3 separate regions of the Mus musculus genome follow, and regions 1 and 2 are each linked to region 3. A link is a contact called in public Hi-C data. All regions are on one chromosome and are shown on one strand. Each heading gives the region's core, a stretch centred on a gene start, on an enhancer-like site or on the middle of the called end of the contact. The rest is flanking DNA. Distances are from core to core; before and after follow the strand shown. Region 1 overlaps Ntrk2 (neurotrophic tyrosine kinase, receptor, type 2). Region 2 overlaps Gm34558 (a long non-coding RNA gene). Region 3 overlaps Ntrk2 (neurotrophic tyrosine kinase, receptor, type 2).

Region 1 (4,081 bases), core at 718-3,217, 190 kb before region 3:
TCAATACTTACCAATCCTTGATAATTTCAGGGAAAAAAAGAAAGTTGAGCAGCAGTTAAAATGTATTTCTGAAGAAGGAACTGGCCTCTTCCTGTTGTTTAGAGGCGGGAGTCTATCTCAGTCTCACAAGCTGACTTACTTTCCAAATCTCGTTATACCTTTCAAAAGACTACGATTGTCCGCATGCATGTACCTTTCCCACATGTGTGCAGAGTCTGTGGAGGCCCAAAGAGAGCCTTGGGTGCCATGATGCTGAGTTATAGATGTTTGTGAGCTGCCCGGTGGGGGCTGGGGACTTACCTGGGTTCTCCTCAAGAGTAGCCAGTGCTCTTCTCCACTGAGCTGTCTCTCCAGCTGCCTTTCTTACTTTCATGCCCACATTGTGTGTGTCTGTATGAAGGCAGAGGAGGCTTACGCTGTGCATAATACTATAAAGGCATATGAATCTTGAAGGAATTGGTACTGTTCTTATAGGAAGCAGAACAACCAGTCTTCCCCCATTAGCTGTGTAAGAGAAATTATCTTTTCATTTTAAATTTAAATTTTAATTTAGTGATAAATACTCATGGAGTATAGTGTGACATTTAAATACACAAATACAACCATTCATAGTTTCTTAGTTAGAAGTGGGGTGGGTCCTGAACCCCTCCCCTCTCCACGCTAGAATGTTGACCAATGGGCATGCTAGAATGGCTTGCTCGATAGACACTTGATGGCTAGTCGGGGAGCAAGAGTCAGTTTTCTCTAAGAATACATGTCCAATGGAGCTCACTGTGCTCCGTTGGTGGATACCCAGAGACATCACAAACCAGTTGGTGGGTTATTAAATTTATAAAAGAAACAGGAGGTAGAGGGGGAGAGGCCTGGGAGGCAGAGCTTAGAGGAGTAAGTGGGGAGGAGTTGGGTGTCAATATGTTCAAAATATGTTTTATGAGGTTCTCAAGGAATTAGAAATAATAAGAAGAATCCATGAGTATGATGTACTGTGACTGGATTGATGTAGCCAGCTCATGTATCACTTCAGACACTTACTCCTCTGTGTTAGAAATGGTAAAGCCCTCTGTGCCATACATACCAAGCCATTGCCAGCCACTTTGAGGACTGCACTAGCAGGCATCAGAAGCCATTCCACCTAAGCAGCCACAGTGTGCACTCCCCTCTGTCTGCCTTCTCTCCATCCTCCCTCCCCCTCTCCTCTCCCTGGCTCTGCTACCCATAATTCCTAAGCAGTAAGTTGACTTCCTAGCAGTAGAAAACATGTGGGGTTTGTTTATCTAGGGCGGCCATCTTGGACTCAGTAAAGCATCCTTCAGGCTCATCTACATAGTCAGGAAAAAAAACAAAAACAAAAACACCTCAGCTCTAACTTAATTGCCAGCCTTGCCTGAGCCATTCTGTGAGCCTGTTTAGACTCCAGGGAAAGGCTCTGTTTACTTGCAACATAGAATCAATCACTGATTTTACTCAGGAACTCCCTACATGATTACTTTAGTTTAAGGGTACATGATTTCTTTAGAAAAAGAAAAAATTGATGTACTTAAAAATCCAGGACAGGTCTCACTAGCTCCTCCCCTCCCCTCCCCTCCCCTCCCCTCCCCTCCCCTCCCCTTCCCTTCCCTCTTCACTGAAGGCTGGGCCACATTTGGACAGGGACTTTGGAAATCTGGAAGTCCTCTGGCTTCTCTCTTCCTGTGTCACTTTGGTCTTTTGTTGCTTATCCTGCTGTTCTGCCCCGCTCTTCCCTGCTTCCTAATCTTCTTTTGCTCCCTCCTCGGTCTAGTATGTCACTTCAGTGGACAGGCTTCTGAGAACTTGTGAAGAAGAGAGATAGTAACTTGGCTCAAATTCTAACATATGCTTCAACCTTCTCTTTATTTTGGGCACAAATGCTGAATGACTGGGGGATTACATTTAGCTGTGAGTCAGCACAACTGTCCCGTGGCACTGGGAAGCCAGCCTGGTTAGATAGCGTGTGTGCCTCCTTTGGATTTTTAAGTTGTTACCTTGTAAGCCTTGCCGGCTAGTGAATAGGAGCTATATACTGGAGACGGGATTCACATAGCCTTGACTTCGCCTCTGCATTTCCCCCTTGCAACCATCGGTGTGGGCAATGTTTTTGTCTCTGGATTTCATTTCTACTTTGATGAAATAAAGGAGAGAGCCCATTGTGTGGATGGTCATAAGAACAAAATCAATTCTTAGTTTTAGAGCTCAGCTCTTTAGTTAATTCCTAAGAGGTTGTTACATTTTACATTTTATGTTCTGGTAAACACACACACACACAAAGGGAGATTACAACCTGAATTAATACTGAATCAGAGTTGCAGAAATATATTTTGTACATGCACAGAGTGTATATGACTATGTCAACGCCTGTTGGTAGGGTTTATAGAAGAGACGGTTGTCCCAGTGTGTCTGTCACTTTATAGTATTTGTGGAACATACATTTGCTTTCAGCCCTTCACTTCTAAAAGACGTTATGTATAGATTATTTCAATTCCTAATTTTATTGCTCTTTACCAACTCATTTGCTGGGATTGTTCTGGATCTTACAAGGAACCTGTTGTTTCGTTTGGCTGGTGCATCAGTTGTAATAGTTGCTGCTTCTTCTGGGAGGAGTGTTTACAGCGGGGCAAGGATTTGAGTGTGGGAGGCCCCAGTATTCATTAGCTTAGATCTAGAGACAGAAGCTTATGGAAGCTAATGAGATTCCCTTTGTGTGGAGGGGAAGCACAATTGCTAGAATGAATTCTTTTACATAAAAAACTGACTTTAAATTTGATGTATTTACAGCGTGCTAGAGAGGAAAAGAGGTATTCTGGAGGAATTGAATTCCTTATGTAACAGATTGTCACCCATATGATAACCATAGGCCACGATGCTGCATTTCCTGTGAGGGAAGTCAAGCCTTGGACAGGAGCAAGACAGAAGAAAAACCCTCTGCTTTGATCAAGGCATAGACGAAAGTACAAACACGCTGCCATCCTTTGTTGTCAGCTAGCATTTGTTCTGAGAGAAGAGGAGAGAGAGAGAAGGTGGGAGAGGAAAGGAGGGAGAGAAGGAGGGAGGGAGAGAGAGGAGGGAGAGGAAAGGAGGGATGGGAAGAAGAAGAAGAACTTCATTTAAACTTTTTAAGTCTTTGGTGAGTTATTAATAATCTGAACTGAAGACTGAGAGTCATTCCAGCCCCTATGACTTCAGGGTAGGAGCAGATGGGAGAAAAAGAAGTAGAAAGTGGAGCCCAGGGCCTACTGCAATCCTGGCACAACCTGAGCAGAGTCAACCACCCAGCTGAACCTGCCACAGCCTTGCTTCCTGGATTCTCTGGGGGGTTTTCTGTTTTTAAAAAAAGAAAGAAAGAAAGAAAGAAAGAAAGAAAGAAAGAAAGAAAGAAAGAAAGAAAGAAAGAAAGAGAGGAAAGGAAGAGAAGAGACGAGAAAAGAAAAGAAACGAAAAGAAAAGAAAAGAAAAGAAAAGAAAAGAAAAGAAAAGAAAAGAAAAGAAAAGAAAAGAAAAGAAAATTTATCTAAGGGGCCCATCTTGTGTGAATTAATGCTATCCTACTACAAAGTCAGTTAGAATAATCACACATTCCGTCAGAAAGTTCACCAGGCCCTTCTGCTGGTATCATTAGTGTGCAACCTGTTTTATTTCTACCCACAGTGGAGCCACAGTCTCTTTATTATTCTCATTTGGAATAACACTCAGAGACACAGCCTCCAACCTGAGGTCACCACAGCGATATGTTGAGTCCTAAATCACCTACACAAGTTGCTTCTTATTTAGTCACTTGACCACCGACTTGCTTTGCTATTGATTTTGTGGGTGGCAGGAGTCTTGATGGTGGCTCCTTTGTCATCCCAGCCTGAGAGCAGTGGAATAGCTCTGCCTTAACCACCCTTCCTGGAACACCATGGACTTTGGAGACCAGCTCAATAGCGGGGCTGTTTCCTTACTCCCCGCCTGACTTTGTTATGTTGTCTGAAGCAAGTTCCTGATACTTTAGATTTATTACAGAGCTGAAGATAATTTTTTTTATGATGCACAAGTAACCTTTTGTCCTTGCGTATGAGTGAGGAAG
Region 2 (4,122 bases), core at 418-2,917, 130 kb after region 3:
TCCAGAACAATATCTCTGATAGGAGTGCGAGTTAGCCCAGGAGGGAACCTTCATGCAGAGGGTAAGGTGGCACAAGCCATTTAAGAACAAGTAAAAGAGGCATTTTCTGGAACTCTGAGTCTCCATCCAGGCAAAGGTAGGTTTTGTCTGTGTCAAATGCCACTTCCCACAGCTGGAACCCAAACTCTTAAATTCTAACTCGTGAACTCAGAAAGAGGGGCCTGAGAGATGGCTTAGAGGTTAAGAGCACTGGCTGCTCTTGCATAGGACCAAAGTGCCTTTTCTAGCACCCAGATGGCAGCTCAGGACTATATGTAACTCTAATTCCAGGGGATCCGACGCCCTCTTCTGGCCTCCGTGGGTACCTCAAGTGCACATGTTGCACAGGGCTGCATGTAGGCAAAACACTCAAACACACAAAATAAAAATAAAGGAAAAAACTCAAAGATGTGAACTGCTTAAAAACACTGCTCATCTTAGGCGAGTGTTACACTCCTTAGATGTAAGCTCTCCCAGGATCCTTCACTTCCTGTGTTCTTGTAAGCTCTCCCAGGATCCTTCACTTCCTGCGTTCTTGTATGCTCTCCCAGAATCCTTCACTTCCCGTGTTCTTGTATGCTCTCCCAGCATCCTTCCCTTCCTGTGTTCTTGTAAGCTCTCCCAGGATCCTTCACTTCCTGCGTTCTTGTATGCTCTCCCAGAATCCTTCACTTCCCGTGTTCTTGTATGCTCTCCCAGCATCCTTCCCTTCCTGTGTTCTTGTAAGCTCTCCCAGGATCCTTCACTTCCTGCGTTCTTGCATGCTCTTCAGGACCCTTCACTTCCTGTGTTCTTGTAAGCTCTCCCAGGATTCTTCACTTCGTGCGTTCTTGTCTAGAACTTCACTAGTGCACATTGAGACCTCGTTGCCTGGAATATTTTTAAAGTGTTCTTTGGATCATGTTCATCATGAACACACAAATCTCTGTGGAGGAAATATCATACTTATTCCAAAGTCATACCCTCTATTCCTAAAGATTTAAAAATAAAAAGGGACAAAATCCAGCAACAGATTCTATTCTGGCCTCTTTGGCATGGAAATCTAGAGGAAAGTTGGTGGGAAATATATTCCCTTGCTCTGTGTGGGACATGGAAGTGGGTATTTACTGAAACGTACAGGCAGCTAAAGTCCTGCCTGGAAATGAATAATGACATGAGCCATGACTTACACTTCTGAAATCCATAAATTGTATTTATAGTTGAACACTTTATCAAGACAGCTAATGGCAATCCAATAAGCAGATAAAGGAAGTAAGAAACAGCGGGGCTGGAGCAGAGTCAGACTTGCAGATGTACAGAATCCTAAAAATGCCTCATCAAATATCTTCTGGACAATGATGGCAGGCAGACCCCAGATGGGGGCTGGCACAAAGCATGAGGGCAAAGGTCACTTGGGCCAGTAGCCCCTCAGTAATGATGGCGCACTTACCGCCTCCAGTTGTATGACTGCTAGAATATGTCTTTGATAGGAGGAGATGTAGAGCAATATAGGCAGGAGAAATATTTCTGCCTCTAGGAGGTTTTAAAAAAGAAAATCTAGGACAAGAAACGGAGCTCTTGGGGGGAACGCTGTGCCCAGGCTGCACAGAGCACATTTTCAGACGGTGACTGAAATAGAAAGCCGAGCGAGCGAGAGAGCGACTGCTGCTCTCCTCAGCCTTGCCAGCGACTGAGGCTGACAGACTCCCTCAGAACAGCATCTGTCATGTTGCGACTGCCTGCATTGGGGACAGGTGCAGTTCCAAGCACCTTCTGAGGCATCCCCTCTCGAGGTCCTCTCTAAAGTCTTCCTCTGCTGGACTCTTGTGAGCACAGCAAGATGAGGAACACGGTCTCAGATGCCCTGTCTTCATTGCCGGAAACACAAACCGCCCACAGCATGCAGTGGGAAGCTTCGTCACATTGAGTCTGGTCTCTAGATTCGTGCTGAGCAGGGGGGTAAGGAGCAAATGCATCCATCCTGCATCTCTGGTCCACTGTGGAAGGCATCCCTGACCAGGTCTGACATGATAAGACTGCTACCCTAGGAAGCCAATCCAAAACTAATCACGGGTGCCTGCCTGAACCCTTGTTTTACTAATCTAGACAGAGGCCCAAGAACTTCAAAACTCATTGATCCAGCACACATAGCTCACATCCACAGGAGTCACGTGGTAGACATGTCCACAAGGACCACGCAAAGCAAACAGAGTTTAGTTAACATAACCGTCTTCTTTTGTACGAATTGAATTATTCTAGGGGGACAAAAATCTAAAAACATGCAGACAAGAAGTAATTTTTAGCAGATTTGATGTAATTGGTCATAAATAGAAAGCACTTTGTGTTTGCAGTTAAACCTGAACAGTTTCTAATTCTTGCTGAGGCAGGGAGAGGGGTCGGGTGGGGTGGGGTTGTGTGAGTGGCTGGAATTGTCTGCGCTTCGAATTCTTTATCTGTGAGAGAAAGAAAGCATAACACAGCTCATGGTAGATGTAGTGTGTGACATTCACATGCAGAGTGGCTTTAATGCACGACACTCCTGGTATGTGGCGACCATGATGCATGTCTGGGCTGTGTGATGGCTGTAATTATTAGAAGTCACCTGTAGCAGATTCTCACAATATGAAATACAGTCAGTTAGCAGGAACTATAATCAGGTTTAATATAGCCGGACAGTACACACTGAAACAGACGACGTTTGCTCTGTGCACAGCACAATGCTTTTCCCGATCCTGCTGTGGACGAATTTGCTTTGCTCTTTAGTGATACCTCCTAGATTCCTCACACTGTGCTAATGGCATTTTTGTTTTTTACAGCGTAATTCTCAAAACTGCCAGAAAACTTAGTCTATCACCCTCCTCACTTCAGAGGTAAATAACTTGAAATGTGGTGAGGTAGAGTAAATTACCACTGGCCAATACGGTCATCAACAGCTGCTTCGTTTATTACAATAGCACTGTCCACATTCACAACCCTCATGCTTTTACTAAATAAGCCTGGACTCTTATGTCCCTGAGCTAAGGGCTGGGAGCAAGGCAAGAAGGAAAAAAAAAATGCTCACATTCCTGCTTCAGGGAGGAGATGGTCCTGCAGATAACCCAGCCACTGGACAACTATGATGGAAAAGGAACACTCAGATGAAAGATGGCAGGTTTCAACTGACACCTCACCAAATACCGTATTTAGTTGACAACTATGCACATGAAAGTGCCTTTTCTGCCTCATGGTATAGGAAATCAAATATTAAAGTACAGTAGTGTTTAGAGCTGTGAAGATGACCGAAACCTAGGCACAGACATGCTCACCATGGGCGATGGGTGGAGCTGTAACCCGAGAGGAACGAACACATGCAAAACTAATGGCGTCGTGCTCTGGAGAAGCAGCGCACGCTTAACACTAAACATGAAGTTATGTTATGTGCTTCTCTTGTCTGCTTCTCCAGAGCATGCCGCCTAACACTAAACATGAACTCTCCTAAAGATTAAAGACAAAACAGCCCCGAAAAGCGGACATAATCAAAACACCACAGCCACCAATCAAGTTCTCTTGTGTTTACCGGAAGGTATGGAACTCTGTCCATAAAACCCAGCTCGTGTATGCTCATCACAGGGCTATTCATAACTGCCGGAACCCAGAAGCAGCCAGCACACCCTTCAGGAGGCACGTGGTTAAATAGGCTATGGTGAAGTCAAACAATGGAATATTACTAGCATAAAAAGGAATGAGCTATCGAGCCATCCAAAGATATGGGTGACTCATGAATGCTTCCTACGGAAAGAAAAGAAACTGATTTGATAAAAACACATGGCGTTTGAGCCCAGATCTAAGACACTGTAAGATGGAAAAACCATGGATGGAGAAGAAGGATCGGTGGCTCTCAGCAGGAGCAGGGAGAATGTAGGGCGGACAGAACAGATACGGTCACTAAGCGAGGGGAACGCTTCTGTTTAATGGTGTAACGGTACAGACATGCTATCATGTATTTTCTCAAACCCATATCACATGCAGCACCAGGAAAGAGCCCCGGTGTGAGTTCTGAACTTCAGATGAAATGGCGATATAGGCTTATGATATAGGATTATTGATAATCACACCAATGCCATT
Region 3 (4,157 bases), core at 1,289-3,788:
CACATCCTGGAGAAGGGAATGCTCCAATGTTGACTGCCTTGAGGTACAAGTAACTGGGAGCCGTGAGGGGCACAGGCTGAGGGAGATGGGAAAATGGTAAGCAAGGTTACACCTGATTCAGCAAGGTTACACCTCGCCAGGTAATGCCTCTCTATTCTCCAATCTCAGCAAAACTCACCAACTCATTCATTTACAGAGGCAACATTCACCCTAGGGTGCACTTGACCATAGTGGGCTTTCCCTGTTAGCCACTCCGTACTGGAAGACTATATATGTTCTCCTTCAGAAATACACAAGAACTAAACGGGAATGCGCCACAGTTACAGGTGGCTCTGAAAGTCCTCTGCAGGCACGAGCGGGTTGAGTGTTCAGCTTCTGATGTCATTTTCAAGGCAAGGCAGGTCATGTGGTGTAGGCCTCTGCTTTCGGTTACAGCCTTCACAGACTGTTCTGTGCCCATAAGCAGCCGCCACCAGGAGTGTAGCTGCCACCAGGAGCTCTGCTCTATTCCTTGCTTGCCAAGATGGACTGAGAGAGACCCTTTGAAATCTTACTGCTAACCAAAATAAAGCCTTCCTAGCACTGAGGATTCTATCAGGCATGCTGTTCCAGCAATATTAAGAAACTAACCCAGGAGGTCTATGTGAACCCAGACCTTACATCTCAGACTCCTCATTTCCAATCACATACACCTCCAAGCCCTTTCAAATAAGAAACAGAGTGGGCTAGCTAGCAAGCAGAGCCTTTCCATCATCAATAAGAGTAACCCCCTGTGGTAATCTGAACACCAAGTGTGGTATCATGATTTCTAACATTGGGTGCCATCCAGCTGACTGGGGAAAACAGGGGCCTCTCTGGAGCTCCGTTTCAGAGGCCTTACTGACAAAAAAGGCAAATGGTGTTTGCGGGGTCCAGACATTTGGTTCTACAATTCCAATTTTTAGTTCCACTAATTAAATGCAAACAAACAACCCCCCCCCCCAAAAAAACCCAAATACCAAACAACAACAATAACAACAACAACAACAACTCTTTTCCTTGAAAACTTGGGATCAGTTCTTAGAGAATTTAGAAAACTTACAAAGCTAGTGGGGTGGGGGGAGGGAGAGGAGGAGGAAGAGAGAAAGGGGTAGAAAGAGGAGGAGAAATTGCAAATTGTGTTCTGCAGAAGGCCAAGTCCTGCTTACCAATATTTTAAATATTCATTTCTTTATCTCCTGTGCTTGGCCAAGCCCAATGAATGATTCAGTTTTCCTCCAGATCCATTCTGCCTCCTAGCCAAACCCATAAGAGGATTAGATGGTGTTATCTTCCATCTTTTCCTATCAGGACACTATCCCTGCATTAGCCAAAGAAATGTATTTAATCTTAAGCCAGACTTTCGGGAATCGCTTTGTTTTAGGGGTCCATGCACATGGAAGAATAGGAAACGACAAAGGAATCACAAGGTGTCTAAGACACCCCTCCGCAGTGACAGCCGTATCTGCTATCACACTCGGATTGTGAAGATCAGAATTACCTATGCTCAGCAGGGCCTCTGCCATGAGGCTGATGTCCTCATTAAACAGCAGAATGGAGGGTGCGTGCCTTCTTGTTACCTGGCAGTGTTTGAAGTGAGCTAAACAGTGCAAGTGTAGTTTGCAAATGTCTCAGTCTTAGAGACTGTAATTTACAGCACACTCAATGTCTCGTCCACTTAAAGCTTAAGAATTAGCTCCTCCTTCTCCTCTTTTTCTTTTCCTTTTCCTCTTCATTCCCTTCTTCTTCTCATCCTACTCCACCATCTCTTCCTTCTCCTCTTCCTTTTTACCACTTAGAAGCCTTCAGGACTATAATCTTTCTTTCTCCACAACTCTCTAACCAAAAGTTAGCACCTTCTGTTATACCATCGTGGAAACTGAGGCAGTGAATGAGATGTTTGAGGTCTGCTCTATGGTGTGGGACAGTGATTTTCCCAGAAACCAGTGCCCTTGACTTTCCCACTGGATTTAGAAAGCAACCTCCCTTCCCCTTACCTCTGCCTCTTGTAGGCCAACTAAGAGTACCAATGGAGATAGAGGTTAGTGTCTTGTTGTCTTTGCCACATGCCTGCTGGCTCCGGCTTTCCCAAAGCAGGTTCAAGAACCCACCAGCAGCTTGGGGGTTAAGGGAAACAGGCCTGGACATGGCCTGGGTGTGGCACGTGTCCAGAAAAGAACTGCTGCTACAAAGGAGGAGAGCACTGTGGGAACGAAACAGTCTCTTGAATGAGACCAGGATGTCCTGAGCTCTGTCCTCGAGCTGCCTGGGGCTGCGTCTTGGCAGTGCCCGGAGCCACTCACTGCCCCAGGCACTTTGGGAGCACCTTGAAAGAGGGCGGCTCTCTTGAGTTAGCACACACAGGGCTGTCTGCAAAGGATGGCCACCCAGGGGGAGTTCTCAGAGGAGGGCAGGCTCCATTGAGGAGTGGTCAACCAAATATTCCCAGCCCAGCACTCTGAAGCTTTTCTTTTCTCCTCCTTCTTTCCCAAAATGCAAATTGCCTCCTGTCCTTGGAATAAGGAAGATGGGTTGCTAGGCAACTACTTCTAAACAAGTCCTTCCCCCCACCCCCATTTTTCTTGACCTCTGGAACAATGAAGACTTTTCAGCAAATGGAAACAAGATGAGGGGAAAGGCAAAAATAAAGTAGAATCAGACATCACAGAGGTGCTTGGAATATGGGAAGAGAATGTAATATTGACAGGTTTTTGTTCTGAGCAGAGAGGGATTTCACGTTACTAATGTGGTCATGGTGTCAATAGAGCCAAATAAGGTGGCAGTGTGACAGCTCTGATTCCACTTGTTAGGACAATGGCCCCGAGAGTATGACGTCATAACCGGTCCATTAGGAGTTTTGGGAATCTGTGTTTCTGTCAGGATAACAAGGTCTCTGATTCCCGGGCTTTTACAAAGGTCTTTTTAATGACTCTCATATTTTGCTGTAAACTGTGGATGTCTTAGTAGAGGACAGCAGCACACTGAAGTTGTGTGATGGAAACAGATTTGGATGAAACACTGCCAGCTTGGGTGTAGAGGGGTTTAAGGAAAAGCACAAGGGACAGAACTTTCTACACCTTGGTCTGACCGTCCAAGGACAGGCAGTGGTTACAAGAAGGAAGCCGGCTCATCAAGGGACTGAACCAACTGTATTTGCTCAGACGGCCATCACAAAATACCACAGGCTGGGTGGCTTAAACTCCAGAAATATCCTATGTCACAGTCTGGAGGGTCAAGGTCAGAGTGCCAAGACCAAGCTCAGGGTTATCTTCGTGACTTACTGACGACGGCCACACTACTGTGTGTCCACGCAGAAAACTGCCCTGCCGTCCGTCTTGTCTCTTTTGGAAAGAGTTCTACTGGATCGGGGCTCTACCCTATGACCTCACCCATCCATAGGCACCTCTGTAGATGGGCCATCTGCCATGCAGTCACACAGGGACTTAGAGTGTCTGAGAGGAATTTGATCTGAATATAACTCAGCTCAAAGTCACTACTCTTAAAGACCACAGTTGTAGGAGCCTCGAGGACTAAAGTATCTCCCTGGAATACAGTATTTTAATGTATACATTCATGCAAGGCCTGATGTTATTCCAACTTCTTCAAACATCCAACTAAAACATTGGAAGGTCAGCTGACCTGTCTAGGGAATAACCATGAAGGACACATGCTGGCCAACCTTCTTAAAAAGAAAGCCAGCAGTTTCCAAAACACCATACACAAGTCTAACTGTTATCAATCCATGGGGTTTCCTTGGCTTTGGTCCACCTTAAATGTTTTTATGGTAAAAAACAATGTTATAAAAACACTCTGAGACTCAAAGGGGGAAATTAAATCATTCCTAAACCTCCAAGTTGCATATCTGCGTATTGGTACATGCTATTTTCTTATACGTTTGTGTGTAACTATTGGTGTAGAGCTAAGGACATACGAATGCTGGCAACATGTGTGTGCAACATGCGTGTGCACATACAAAAGACCCTTGTTATTCATAGCACGTGAGTCCCACAACATCACTGAAAACTGAGGTGGTAAATCTGAGATTCCACCTGGGTTTAATGAAGGTTAAACTGTCACCTCTGGTCCTCACGTTTCTGTCAGCTGATCTGCCAGTGTAAGAAGCGTATGGGCCCTTCTGT

What was found. Hi-C and Micro-C count contacts between places; a contact is called where the count stands out from the background.
Region 1: a contact with region 3 is called in a Hi-C map of cortical neurons, with 2.3 times the contacts expected there. The contact joins two enhancer-like sites. A contact is called at or near these places in 1 of 15 datasets of contacts at CTCF or cohesin (embryonic stem cells), 8 of 484 Hi-C or Micro-C datasets (cerebral cortex, cortical neurons, embryonic stem cells and 2 more), 2 of 115 datasets of contacts at active chromatin or transcription factors (fibro-adipogenic progenitors and neural progenitor cells) and 2 of 9 other capture datasets (adipose tissue and embryonic stem cells).
Region 2: a contact with region 3 is called in a Hi-C map of cortical neurons, with 1.8 times the contacts expected there. The contact joins two enhancer-like sites. A contact is called at or near these places in 3 of 484 Hi-C or Micro-C datasets (cortical neurons and embryonic stem cells) and 1 of 115 datasets of contacts at active chromatin or transcription factors (neural progenitor cells).

The regions. Positions count from the first base shown.
Region 1 is chr13:58,884,399-58,888,479 of GRCm38.p6, forward strand. All of the region lies in intron 12 of Ntrk2 (neurotrophic tyrosine kinase, receptor, type 2), which reads left to right. Among named protein-coding and RNA genes, the nearest start is that of Ntrk2, 79 kb to the left of the region's middle. Within about 2 kb of position 1,968, at least 5 of the 459 cell types and tissues checked have an H3K27ac peak or open chromatin away from gene starts, as enhancers often do. A contact at or near this core is called in cortical neurons, where this site is marked.
Region 2 is chr13:59,210,719-59,214,840 of GRCm38.p6, forward strand. The region is part of intron 2 of Gm34558 (a long non-coding RNA gene); the gene reads right to left. Among named protein-coding and RNA genes, the nearest start is that of Gm34558, 3.8 kb to the right of the region's middle. Within about 2 kb of position 1,668, at least 23 of the 459 cell types and tissues checked have an H3K27ac peak or open chromatin away from gene starts, as enhancers often do. A contact at or near this core is called in cortical neurons, where this site is marked.
Region 3 is chr13:59,077,858-59,082,014 of GRCm38.p6, forward strand. All of the region lies in intron 16 of Ntrk2 (neurotrophic tyrosine kinase, receptor, type 2), which reads left to right. Among named protein-coding and RNA genes, the nearest start is that of Gm53063, 6.2 kb to the left of the region's middle. Within about 2 kb of position 2,539, at least 38 of the 459 cell types and tissues checked have an H3K27ac peak or open chromatin away from gene starts, as enhancers often do. A contact at or near this core is called in cortical neurons, where this site is marked.